2 separate regions of the Sus scrofa genome follow, and region 1 is linked to region 2. Evidence: chromatin contacts called from public Hi-C data. All regions are on one chromosome and are shown on one strand. The core of a region is the stretch at or near the end of the contact, and the rest is flanking DNA. Distances in the headings are between cores, read along the strand shown. Region 1 holds the start of TERF1 (telomeric repeat-binding factor 1). Region 2 holds the start of TMEM70 (transmembrane protein 70, mitochondrial).

Region 1 (7,221 bases), core at 3,079-5,578, 870 kb after region 2:
CATCTGGCATTGCCATGACCTGTGGTGGAGGTCACAGACATGGCTCAGATCCTATGTTGCTGTGGCTGTGGTATAGGCCAGTGGCTACAGCTCTGATTAGACCCCTAGCCTGGGAACCTCCATATGCTACAGGAGCGGCCCTAGAAAAGTCAAAAAGACAAAAAAAAAAAAAAGTATTAATATTAACTTTCTCAATATTTGAATGCGCACCCAGATGTTAAGCAAGGTAGTGAAAGCAAGGTAGTGAGTACATACAGTGGTAGTAAACCATAATCCTGGTCTCTGGCGAGTTTACTATGTAGCAATAGAAGACAAATGATTGACCAATTAGAGTTAAAACATGGAGAAAACTAAAAACGGTAAGTACAAAATGCTATGGAAGCAAATAACAGAGAAATCTTACAGTGTGTTTTAGTAGCTGGTTAGAGGGGGGAGATACCAGGAAAGGCTTCTCTTAAGGAAATAATGTTTAAAGTAGGACTTAAAGGTACCACCGTTAAATTATCTTTCAACCAGGGTTTGGTTGGTATACATAAAAAGATTAAATTAGGGAGTTCCCATCGTGGCACAGTGGAAACCAATCAGACTAGGAACCATGAGGTTGTGGGTTTGATCCCTGGCCTTGCTCAGTGGGTTAAGGATCCGGTGCTGCTGTGAGCTGTGGTGTAGGTTGCAGACGTGGACTAAGGCTAAGGATCTCGCGTTGCTCTGGCTCTGGGGTTGCTGTGGCTGTGGTGTAGGCTGGCAGCTACAGCTTAGATTAGATCTCTAGCCTAGGAACCTTCATATGCCACAGGTGCAGCCCTCAAAAGACAAAAGACACATAAATTAATTAAAATAGATTAAATTAACTAGCAAACCAAAAAGTAGTTCTGCAGCTGCTAAGCAGATGACACGAATGAACACATTTATTTTTATTTATTTCCTCAATTCTATTATGTCATAATCTCATGCTCTATCAGAGATTATCTGGACCAAATATAGTCATAATATAATTAAATAGGATTCAAAAAGAGCACAAAATAGAATTAAAATTTAAACACAATTTATTCAGTATTTATTGAACATGTACTGCTGTTCAAAATTTATTGAACATGACTGAATGATAAGATAGCCAGTCCCTGCCCCTCAGGAAGGTTTTAGTCTGAAAAAGGTACAAATTAAACAGAAAGTTATGCCAGTGACTAATTTAAAGTGTCATATAGGGTAAGTTTGGTACAGAAGCAAAGCAAAACAGAGACCTAATCTATTCTAGGGAAGAAAGTCAGATCCCTTCTGTCCTCACTTCCTTTCATATTCTATTAAGCCTACCATGCAATAACTACAGATTCCCCACACCGTTAAGCCAAAACAAAACAAAAGGCATGAAAAACTACACTGGTTAAACTCAGCTTCCTGCTTTTGCCAAACCTATAACTAAACACTGCTGATAGAATACACTCACACATCTAATGACTTGCAACAATCCAAACTTATTTAAGCACTTATTGCAACAGCAGGCACCACTCTCAGCTCTTAACAGTGGTTTTCAACTAGGGGTGATTTTTGGCACCCTTGGGAACAAACTGTCCCCTAGGAGATGTTTGACAACGTCTGGAGACATTTTTGTCATGAGTGGTGTTACTGACACCCAATGGTTGAGGTCAAGGATCCTACAATGCACAGGAGCACCTCACTTCCTCCCCCCTCAAGCATACACAGAACAAAGAATTATGTGGTATAAAATGTCAAAAGGTTTGAGTTTGAGAAACTGTGCTTTGTTGCTTTATACATATTAGTTCAGCTGCTTCTCTCAACAGCCTTCTAAGGTGGATACTATTATTACTACCATTTTACAGATGAGAAAATTGTGGTACCAAGGAAACTGTGGTGGTACCAAGTACTTGCTTCAAGTCCTGCTGCTACAAACCAGCAGAGCCAGGAATCAAACTTAGACAATTTACTACGGAGCCTCATGCTCTAGGTTGTATATTTTCATAATCTTGAAAAGTGTAGTAAATGAGGAGTTTCCGTTGTGGCGCAGCGGAAACAAATCTGACTAGGAACCATGAGGTTGCGGGTTCGATCCCTGGCCTCACTCAATGGGTTAAGGATCAGGTGTTGCTGTGAGCTGTGGTATAGGTCATAGATAAGGCTTGGATCCCGAGTTGTTGTGGCTGTGGTTGTAGGCTGGCAGCTGCAGCTCCGATTCGACCCCTAGCCTGGGAACTCCATATGCCACAGGTGCAGCCCTGAAAAAAAAAGCAAAAAGTGTAGTAAATGAAATTCTATAAAAGAGATAATGGAGTCCTTTTCAGTCAAAAATGTAAATCAGAGACAATAGTGTGTTCATGATTTACGTACTTGTCACTGATTTAGCAGTGCAACTTGAAAAACTGTCTACTCTTTCTTGGATTTCAGTGTCCTTTATCTTAAAATAATGGAGGTGGCCTAGATTATTCCTTGGGTCTTGGGCTAGAACCTTGAAAGAGATCTTCATTTTATGTTTTAAGTAAACTTTAAGAATGGTTTTAAATTTATAGAATGTAGTAACAATACATTATTAACTAAGTCCGTGCTTTATTCAGATTTCCTTAGTTTTTACATAAGGTGCTTTTCCAGCTGCAGGATCCCAACCAGGACACCACATAACATTTAGTCCTCATGTTTTCTCAGGCATCTCTTGCCTGCACTAGTTTCTCAGATCTTCCTTGGTTTTGATGACCTTGAAATTTTTGGGGTACCTCTCTACTGAAATTTGTCTGATACTTTTTTCTTTTTTTTTTTTTGCCTTTTCTAGGGCTGCTCCCGTGGCATATGGAGGTTCCCAGGCTAGGGGTCTAATCAGAGCCATAGCCACCGGCCTATGCCAGAGCCACAGCAACGCGGGATTCCAGCCACATCTGCAACCCACACCACAGCTCACAGCAACGCCAGATCCTTAACCCCACTGAGCGAGGCCAGGGATCGAACTGGCGTCCTCATGAATACTAGTCAGGTTCCTTACTGCTGAGTCACGACAGGAACTCCTGGAACAACCCTTTTAACTTATCCATACTTTTAGGTTGCTCAACTCTATAAACTGAGATTACCTGCCTAACTGAAGGTATAACTGTGAAGAGAAACTCTGTCAATACCGTTTTTTAAATATTTAATTTCCTATTAAATACTATCCTGGGGGGTGTACTCAGCTGCAATAAGTTGAGTTCAGACTCAGATAAATACCAGAGCATCTTCCGATTATCATTCAAAAAGTCAGCCAGCCTTCCTACAGGTCAATGTCTTTGTCCATCATTTACAGGCTGTCTTGTCCAGGCGGTGAACTTAATCGTCAATTACTTTTATTCAGAAGCCTACCGTGGGCAAGCAAGCCAAATGAGGTTTAAAAAGCTTACAAAGTATTAGAAAACATTGGAATTCCGGTAGTGGCTAAGTAGTAGCGAACCCGACTAGGATCCATAAGAACGCGGGTTCGACCCCTAGCCTCGTTCAGTGGGCTAAGGATCGACGGTTTGGATACCTTGTTGCTGTGGCGTAGGCGAGCTGCAGCTCTGACTGGACCCCTATCCTGGAAAGTTCCATATGCTGTGGGTGCGGCCTTAAAAAACAAACAAATAAATAAATAAAGTAATAGAAAACACTAATGCCAAGGTCACAGTGACTTGCTAAATAAATGCCATTACAGGAGTACCTCAGTCGAGGAAAGCAACACAAGCGCCAATGGAAACAAAAGGAATAGGACACCGAGTTAGTTAAAATTTTGTACATTTTAACTCAGTGCTCTATCTACTCTAAATGGGTCTTGATCTTACTTTACCGAGGAGAAAAACAACACTTGAGAAACTGTTAAGAGGCGGATGCGGGATTCGAGCCAACGTTTGTATCCAAACCAGGGGCCTCCCGCTGCGGCGCCGTAGCAGCCCAATCGCCCGCCCTGCCGGGGCACAGCACTGCAAACCAGGCCTCGGCTCGGGTGCGCCCGGCACTCACCCTCTGCGCTGTCGCGGGTCCGGTGGAAGTCGCCGGAGCGGCCGTCACGGAACGCCCGGCAAAGGGACAGGCAGAGGAAATCCAGCATCCAGCCAGCAGCAACAGCCTCGGCCTCAGCCACTAGGCCAGCGTCCTCCTCTTCCGGGGGAGCCCCCAACTGCACCTGGCACTCGAGCAGTTCCTGGCACTCAAACTGCTCCTGATCCTCTCTCGCCGTTTCTGCCATCTGCTCCTCCGGGAGCTCTGCATCCTCGCCATCCGCACGACCCCGCGGGCTCGGAGCCGCTGAGGGGGTGCCCTCCGCCATGTTAAACAGCTCGCGCCGTTCAGACCTTCCTGACGCCGACCGGCGATTGGCTCGCTCTGGAGGGCGAAGGGCGGGACCGCGGAGGATCACTTCCGCCCGCGAAAACCCACCAATCACACTGCGGGGAAGGACCAGCGACTTGAGTCTGGCTTCTGATTGGCCTAGAGCTGCTCTCACAGCTGGACCTTGAATTCGCCGCAGTTCAGGGCCGCCTCTTTGTTGGTAAACCAAACAAGTTCAAATTGGGTGTGGCGAGAGGTTTGGAAGCGGTGGGGCAGTTTTATCCTCATGGTACGATGCTGCATTGACTAGAACACGGTTGGTTAAAATGGAAAAAGGTTTTATGCACAGTGTGCTTCAAAAAGAGGCGATTAAAACTTGTCACGATTATTTAAGCGTGACACTTTCTATCCCCGTATTCACTTAGCAGGTACTGTGTGATTATGAACCCACATTGTTCCAACAGAGTTAGAGCTGTGCTTCGCCAACCTGAACTGGCATCAGAATCATTCCTCACAGATTGCGGGGCTTCTCCCCCAGAGTTTCTGTTCCATAGGTCTGAATATTCGAAGGTGGTACTGAGACTGATAGTCTGGGGACCAAATTTTGAGAATTAGAAAGAGTATTTTGGAGTTCCCATCGTGGCGCAGCGGAAACGAATCCGACTAGGAACCGTGAGGTTGCAGGTTCGATCCCTGGCCTCGCTCAGTGGGTTAAGGATCCCGCGTTGCCTTGAGCTGCAGTGTAGGTCACAGACGCGGCTGGGATCCCGAGTTGCTGTGGCTGTGGCATAGGCCGGCGGCTACAGCTCCGATTAAACCCCTAGCCTGGGAACCTCCATATGCCGCGGGTGGCGTCCTAAAAAGACAGAAAAGGCAAAAAAAAAAAAAAAGAGTGTTTTATTATGGAAATGATGTCAGTCAGGTCCCTAAACAGACTATAGAATTCAGCGGGCACAAGAAGTGAACACTTATTTTGAATTTTGAAACTTAACCTTTGAGCGCAAGAAAGGATTGGGGGAGGGATCTGGCTATGTTCTATTTATCTATTGAGTCACAGTTACATCAGTGTAATCACTTTATGAAAATTCATTGAACGTGATATATGCACTTTTCAGTGTGTGCCTTCTAATTGAAAAAAGTTTACTTTAAAAACCTTTCTGGGAGTTCCCGTCATAGCTCAGTGGTTAATAAACCAGAGTAGTATCCATGAGGATGCGGATACCATCCGTGGTCTTGCTCAGTGAGTTAAAGATCTGGAGTTGCGGTAAACCGTGGTGTAGGTTGCAGACATGACTTGGATCCGGTGTTGCTTTGGCTGTGGCATAGGCAGACAGGCTGTAGCTCTGATTCAACCCCTAGCCTGGGAACCTGCATATGCCGCAGGTTTGGCCCTAAAAAGACAAAAGACAAACAAAAAAACAAAACAAAACAAAAAACAGCAAAAAACCTTTCTGTTTATATAGCACGTGCAACATCATCAAAGCCTTTATGTTTTAATTTTACACATTTATTATTATTATCATTATTTTCCTTTAGGGCCGAACTTGCACAAATGGAGGTTCCCAGGCTAGGGGTCTAATCGGAGCTGTTGCTGCCGGCCTACACCACAGCCACAGCAACGCCAGATCGGAGCCTCCTCTGTGACCTGCACCACAGCTCACCACAACACGGGATCCTTAACCCACTGAGTGAAGCCAGGGATCATACCCTCAACCTCATGATTCCTAGTCAGATTTGTTCCACTGCACCAGGATGGGAACTCCTACACATTTATTATTGCTTTAAAGCTATAGTTTAAATGTTGAATCATTAAAACACTATATTATGTCTTTTAAGAATGCCTAGGTTGGGGAGTTCCCATTGTGACTCAGAGGAAACAAATCCAACTAATATCCATGATAATGCGTGTTCCATCCCCTGGCCTCCATCAGTGGGTTGGAGATCTGGCATTGCTGTGAGCTGTGGTTTAGGTCACAGACTCGGCTCAGATTCCAAGTTGCAGTGGCTGTGGTGTAGGCCGGGCAGCTGTAGCTCTGATTCGACCCCTAGCCTAGCCTCGAAACTTCTGTATGCTGCTGGTTGGGCCCTAAAAAACAAAAAACAAACAAAAAAAGAATGCCTAGATTGGAATATCCATCCACTACGGTTAACCCACTAGCTGTGTGACCTTGGGTGAATCATGCCTTCATGTTCTCTTCTGTATACTGTGTATGGTAATAACACCGTAGAAGGAATTGTTCCTTCAGCTTCTAATGGTCCTATGGCAATAAATCCTGTTTACAAACAATACAGAGGAATAGGTCTAAGGGATTAAGAGTTGCAGTTCATTGTGAATTTAGCAAACAAACCCCAGGTTTCCAAACTGGAACTTTTTTGTCACGCAGGTCTCTCAGATGGGGCCTTCTTTCTTTCCTCCAATCCTCCTTTGCTTCTTCCCAGCAGGGAGTTAATGGTTATTCTTAAATATGTCAACCAATTTATTCAGAGCCACAAACTAAACCTAGGGAATTTTCCTGTGGAATCATTTACTGAAAGATTCAGGGAAATGAAACATTTTTATCTATCAAGTAATAATATGTAATGAAGTGGAATGAAAAGTGTATACTTCTGGTTAGGATTTAACCATAATTGTCAACAAAATTTTAGTTTGGGGCTACTTCCAGCTATATACTGTATTCTCTGGCCTCTTTCCTTACTGGTAGTTCACTGAAGAAAAGTTAAGAAGCACTGTCCTACTAGAGTGGATAAAAACGTTATTTTAAGGAGTTCTCTTGTTGATGCAGTGGATTAAGGATACAGTATTGTCATTGCAGCAGCTCAGGTCACTGCTGTGTCGCAGGTGTGATCTCTGGCCTGGGAACTACCATCTATTGTGTTTGAGGTCAAAATAATAATAATAATAATAATAATAATAATTTTAAAGTCCTATCCCAACAGACAGTC
Region 2 (6,489 bases), core at 3,193-5,692:
TAGGGAAACTTTTCTACTTATGACTCCAAATACAGAGGCACTCAAGGGGAAAGTCAATAAATTTGATCACATTGTTAAAATGCACCATAAATACCATAAACAAAGAGACAAGGAAAATATTTGCATCTTCTGCCACAAAGGTTATTATATAAAAGGTTTCTAATATACGAGAAGAAAAAGACCAAAAACCCAATAAACAAGCATGCAAGAAATATAAGCAGACAGTTCAATGAAACAAAAATGCACCATGGTCCCTTTAACAGAAGACGCTAAACTCAATAAGAAACATGCAATTAAAACCACAGTGAGATACTATTTTTCCCCAAATTGGAAAGAACCAAAAATCTGACATCCTACACTGTTGGTGAGGCTGTAACAAAGCACTCTCATACACTGCTGTTGGTTGAAGGCTTAATTATCTTGCATCAGTAATTTAAAAATAATTCCTTCTTCCCACAGGTAGTTACTATGACATCGGTACACGTGGGAGTCAATGGGGACCAAGCTGCTTTCTATACAAAAGCCTCCTTAGCCCTTCCAACTACCTCTTTGTTCTCCATTACTCTTTGCACACTAGAGTAGGCTGAATAATGCCCCTCCCAAAAATTCATGTCAACCCAGAACTTCAGAACGTGACCTTATTTGGAAACAGGGTCTTTGCAGGCAGTGAAAGTTGAAATGAGATCGTGCTGGATTAGGGTGGGCCCTACATCCAAAGAGAGTGTCCTTAAAAGGACACCACGGAACAAGTAGAAACACAGAAAAGGCCGTGTGAAGCAAGAGGCAGGGAGTGGAGTTATGCAGTTACAAGCCAAGGAACACAAAGGACTTCTGGAGCCACCAGAAGCTGATGCCTAAAGCCTCAATTTCAGACTTCTAGCCTTCAGAACTGTGAGAAGAAATTTTTGTTGTTTTAAGCCACCAAATTTGTGGGAACATATTGCAAGAGCCCTAGGAAACTAATACAAATAATTCACTTTGCCTGGATTGAAGTAATTGCTATTTTCTAAACATATTCTGGGCTTCCTCAGCTTCAGGCCTTTGCTTGCACTACTTCCATGCCAGGGACACCCTTCTTTCACACCTCTTCATGTTCAAACTCCACTTCATCGTAAAATGAGAACGCTATGACATCATAAATTATTGTTGCTGAATTAACAAGAACTGTCACCTAGAAGTCCTTTCAAACGTCTTTTTTAATTACTATTTATTTTTATTTTTTATTTTTGTCTTTTTGCCATTTCTAGGGCCGCTTCTGCGGCATATGGAGGTTCCCAGGCCAGAGGTCTAATCGGAGCTGTTGCCACTGGCCTATGCCAGAGGCACAGCAACTCGGGATCCCAGCCATGTCTGTGACCTACACCACAGCTCACGGCAATGCCGGATCGTTAACCCACTGAGCAAGGCCAGGGATCGAACCCGCAACCTCATGGTTCCTAGTCAGACTCCTAACCACTGAGCCACGACAGGAACTCCCTAAACTTGTAGCTTTTAATACACTGTCTTTTCCTTCTCCATGATTAACTATCACTTGGAAAAGCCACTATGTAAAGGTGTTTGTTGAAAATTCTAAGATGACTTTAAAAATATAAGATTAATATACCTTTGAATTATAAAAGTATTACATAATCATTTTAACTGCCAAATCTAAAAACATATAGAGTAAATGTCTACTTACCCAAAGTACTAAGAGATATTAGTCCACGATTTTCTCTGCTTTTTTTTTTTTTTTTTTTTTTTTTTTTTTTGCTGCTTTTTAGGGCAGCATATCAAAGTTCCCAAGCTAGGGGTTGAATCAGAGCTACAACTGCCAGCCTATACCACAGCCACAGCAACACAGGAGCCAAGCCGAATCTGTGACCTACAGCTACACCAGATCCTCAACCCACTGAGTGAGGCCAGGGATCAAACTTGCACCCTCATGGATACTAGTCAGATTAGTTTCTACTGCGCCACGATAGGAACTCCTGCATATTTAAACGTTACATAAATATACACTTTTTGTTCTAGTGTCTTGTTAAACATCCCAAGAGGTGACCAAAGAATGGAATCTGGAGTGCCCAGCCATAGCATCACAAAGTCATTCCAAAACCTTTTGGAGAGCTCTATCATGACTCAGTGGAAACAATTAGACTAGTATCCATGAGGATGCAGGTTTGATTCCTGGCCTCACTCAGTGGGTTGAGGATCCAGCGCTGCGGTGAGCTGTGCCGTAGGTCACAGACTCGGCTTGGATCTGGCATTGCTGTGGCTGTGGTGTAGGCTGACAACTGCAGCTCCCGTCTAACCCTAGCTCGGGAATCTCCATGTGCCGCGGGTGTGGCCCTACAAAGCAAAAACAAATGAACAAAGAAAAAAAACTTTTAGAAATCTCCTAAATGTGCAAAAGTCTCAACCTCTAAATCTTTCAGCAACAAGCCACAAGAAAAAAATTATAACTTTTCTTGCAGTTACAAGGTGCTAAAAACTTACGTTAAGAGCCTTTTTTACAATTAAGGGGGAGGTGGGGAATATCCTCACTTGTGATTACCCACCAAACACTGTTCGGGCCAGATTCCCAGTATAAATCAGCCTTCCATCTTCTGGGTTTTCAAGCTGTGTGTGTAAACATCGAACACATCTTTCCCAACAAACAGGTATCTATTGAAACAGACCACAATAATGTAAGTACATAATAAATTGTATTTTAGACCAACTTTTAATTTTTTAAGCTTATTTTTGTTAAATATAATAAAGAGTAAAAGAGAACTTATCATATGAGGTGACTTAGGAATTTCTCCAACTAATTCAGACCTAAAGAAATCAAACTGAGTAATAACTGCTTTCCTTAATTCCATTCACAAGTAGACACTAGAATGTAAAGACCTAGGTTTGCATCTCAGCTAGAAGCTTTTTAGATAAAGTGTGAACTTAAACAAATATAAGGTTAACGGAACAGTTTCTTCTATTCCTCATCACTCTTGTTCTACTGTCACAAGATTTAAATGCATTAGCTTTTTCAAAAAAATAATTTTAATTACCTAAGTCAAACACTGCAAATTTAGATTGTTTAAAGTCCAGATCGGAGTTCCCGTCATGATGCAGTAGAATGAATCTGACTAGGAACTGTGAGGTTGTGGGTTCGATCCCTGGCCTCACTCAGTGGGTTGAGGATCTGGCGTTGCTGTGAGCTGTGGTGTAGGTCACAGATGCAGCTTCGATCTGATGTTGCTGTAGCTCTTGCCTAGGCCGGTGGCTTAGACTCCTAGCCCGGGAACTTCCATATGCTGCGGGTGTGGCCCTAAAAAAGCAAAAAAAAAAAAAAAAAAAGTCCAGTTCATTTTTAATACTTCTATTTATACTAGAGATATTTTTTAAATGACTTCTTCCCAAAGACCTTGTATCCATTCCTTGTTTCTTGAAAGTATTTTACTTGAAATCCTTTACTTGAAATATTTTACTTGAAAATCAAATTTCACGGGAACAAAGAGTTCCCTGAACCTCTGAAAATGACTTTCACAACATATACTCTTCAAATGTTAAAGCCATGCCTAATTCCTTTACGTTTAAATGTAATTAGATTCCAATTCCTATGTTGGCCTTTCCTCCATGTTTCAATCATGTTTGCTAATCCCCTAATGTTTTACAGGGCAGGATTAGGAGACGATTTACCCAGATTAAAATGAGGATATCGTCTCCATTCCTTTTTTTCCAGGTGGCAAAAAAATTCCTTAAAAAGGGAACCACCTAATTAAAAAAAAAACGAAAAACAAAAACAAAAAAAACAGAACAAACTCCAAGTCAGAATCTCCAAATTTTTTCAGTTCAGTCTGCCACGCTCACGGTTAGAAAGAAACAGTCCTACAAACCCATTGTATTTGCAACCACCTAGAAAGTGAATGTTAACAGCCCAAAAAATAACCACTCTCCAACAAACACTGCAGACTCGGGGTGTCGTGAACCCCGAGACCACCACCTGTGCCCGAGGCCCAAGCCTGCTACTGTCGGACAGGAGCCACGGCGCAGGCCCGGCAGAAGCTGTGGGAGAGCTGTGATCCCCAGGTCCGATGCTACTCCCACGCTACTCCCACCCCACCCCCACCCCCACTCCCACTCTGGTCCGCAAGCCCTCGGACCGCCGACCTGCGCTCGCACCCGACACGGCAGAAGCGACGCGGCTCCCCACAGCCCCGAGGAGCGGCTGCAGGAGGCCGCCCGCGAGACGGCCGCCCTGGGGCTTCGGAGCATGGTGGCCGCCCACGGCACCGTCCTCTTCCCGCCGAGGCGCAATCCGGCAGCCCACGGGCCGCCCAACGCCAGAAACAGCATCCCGTAAGTGATAAGATACTGCGGACCACACTGCTGCGGCAACCGGGTACCCCGGTGCGCGGTTCCTCACACGACCAAGGCCTGGACGAGCCGCGCAGCAGCCCGCGCATGCGCAGAATGTGCGGCCCGCCTGCAGCCACCCGGTCTCTCGCACTACCTCTCCGAGTGAACCCGCCCCCCGCACAGCAGGAATTAGCAAACGCCCAGCCTGCGCGCCGCTTCCCTAGTAAGAGTCTGGCGCTCTTTTTAACTGGAAGGACTGAGGGCTGAGCCACGCGCGAAAGACAAAGCCTGGAAGCCAGGGTTAAATCTTTCCTTTTCGTGGGCCTCATTTTCTAAAAAAAACTATTTCCTTTACGGAAAGTGATTCTAATCTATTGGCACAGAGGAATAATATATCATTCATTTGAACGAAAATCAATGGTAATTTAATCCAAGCAATGGTTTAGTAGAAAATAAGTGGAACTCGTTCATGTAATGTTGATACTTGTCAAATTTGTCATCGGAAATCATTTTCATCCATATATACATTCGTTCGTCATTTGTTATAAAGGCATTGGACCCCTCGCCTATTGTCAGGATTAAACTGGAAGCAGAGGATACAAAGACACTGGATAATATTGGGAATCCAATATTACACAGTGCTTACATAGTGAAGGAAACACCTAAAAATAAGCTAAAATATAATGCTGTAATATAATTAAAATATACCAATTCAAAATGCTGCAGAAGCCCAAAAGATAAAATGATTAAGTTGGCCTCAACGTCCAAAGGCTTCAGGTTCAGCTGAATCTTGAGAGATGAGCATCCAGCTTGTAAATACAGTTTACTATTACTGATTACTATTTAAGAACAGTTTTTGACTCAAAATATTATTTGCATAGGAGAGAAACAAATAGTCCAAAATAATATCAACTTTGCAAATCTAAATCCTGTTTTTTTCTTAGTATCCAGAAGGGTAAAATTACACCACTTCTTTATGGATAACTTCTCTTTCAAGTTATCACCCTCTTACTTTTTAAAAATTCGTTTTAGTGTTACTCATGTTACAAACAACATCAATTATCCTTTACTGTATGGATATGAATTGAAATTGGTCTGTTCATATAAACGGGTTTTTTTTTTAATTAGTTTTAAAAAGATAAACAGGAGTTCCCGTTGTGGCTCAGCAGTAGCAAAACCTACTAGTAATCATGAGGATGCAGGTTTGATCTCTGGCCTTGCTCAGTGGGTTAAGGATCCAGCGTTGCCATGAGCTGTGGTGTAGGTCACAGACAAGGCTCAGACCCTGCTCAGATCCTGTGAAATAAATAAATAAATGTCAAAAAAATAAATAAATAAACTGAATTATGTTAAAATTGAGTTTATTTAAGCAAAAATTTATTTGAATCAGGCAACACCAAACTGGAAGTGATGAGGAGTACTCCATGGACAGATGCAAGGTTTTTGCAGAGAAGATGAACATGAATCGCAAGGAAATTATTTGACTAGTTATAGCTTATACTGTTGCATTATTTGAGAAAATCTAGTTGGCTCTTTGTGACTGGTTGTCCCTATCTTTGAGGCATTTGTAAGAATTGACTTTGAGAGTTCTGTTATAGCTCAGCGGTTAACGAACCCGACTAGTATCCATGAGGATGCGGGTTTGACCCCTGGCCTTGCTCAGTGGGTTAAGGATCTGGCGTTGCCATAAGCTGTGGTGTAGGTCAAGGATGCGGCTCAGATCCCACATTGCTGTGGCTGTGGCACAGGCTGGCAGCTACAGCTCCAATTCAACCCCTAGCCTGGGCACCTCCATGTGCCACAGGTGCAGCCCTAAAAAAAAAAAAAGAAGAAAGAAAAAAAAATACAAAAAGAATTGACTTTGGCTTAGGTTTCATTTGCTCACTAAACTATGAAGGCATCAGAGCCATCTCAGTCTAATGGCCTCGTATGAATACGCAAAAATATGCTATGAAAGCAATTTTTTTTTTGGGGGGTCTTTTCTAGGGCCGCTCCCGTGGCATATGGAGGTTCCCAGGCAGGGGTCTAATCGGGAGCCACGGCTCACGGCAACGCCGGATCCTTAACCCACTGAGCAAGGCCAGGGATCGAACCTAAAACCTCATGGTTCCTAGTTGGATTTGCTAACCACTGCGCCATGACAGGAACTCTGAAAGCCTGAATTTTTATCTTCTATTA

The links. A called contact is a pair of places that touch in the nucleus more often than the background predicts.
Region 1: a contact with region 2 is called in a Hi-C map of heart right ventricle, with 2.9 times the contacts expected there. The contact joins the promoter of TERF1 here to the promoter of TMEM70 in region 2. A contact is called at or near these places in 2 of 47 Hi-C or Micro-C datasets (heart right ventricle and liver).

Annotation. Positions count from the first base shown.
Region 1 is chr4:62,827,131-62,834,351 of Sscrofa11.1, forward strand. TERF1 (telomeric repeat-binding factor 1) reads right to left here and starts at 4,329. Exons shown (of 10, transcript XM_005663028.3): 1 at 3,970-4,329. The coding sequence starts at 4,276.
Region 2 is chr4:61,961,599-61,968,087 of Sscrofa11.1, forward strand. It overlaps TMEM70 (transmembrane protein 70, mitochondrial), which reads right to left and starts at 4,443. Exons shown (of 3, transcript XM_005663024.3): 1 at 4,135-4,443; 2 at 2,535-2,640. The coding sequence starts at 4,308.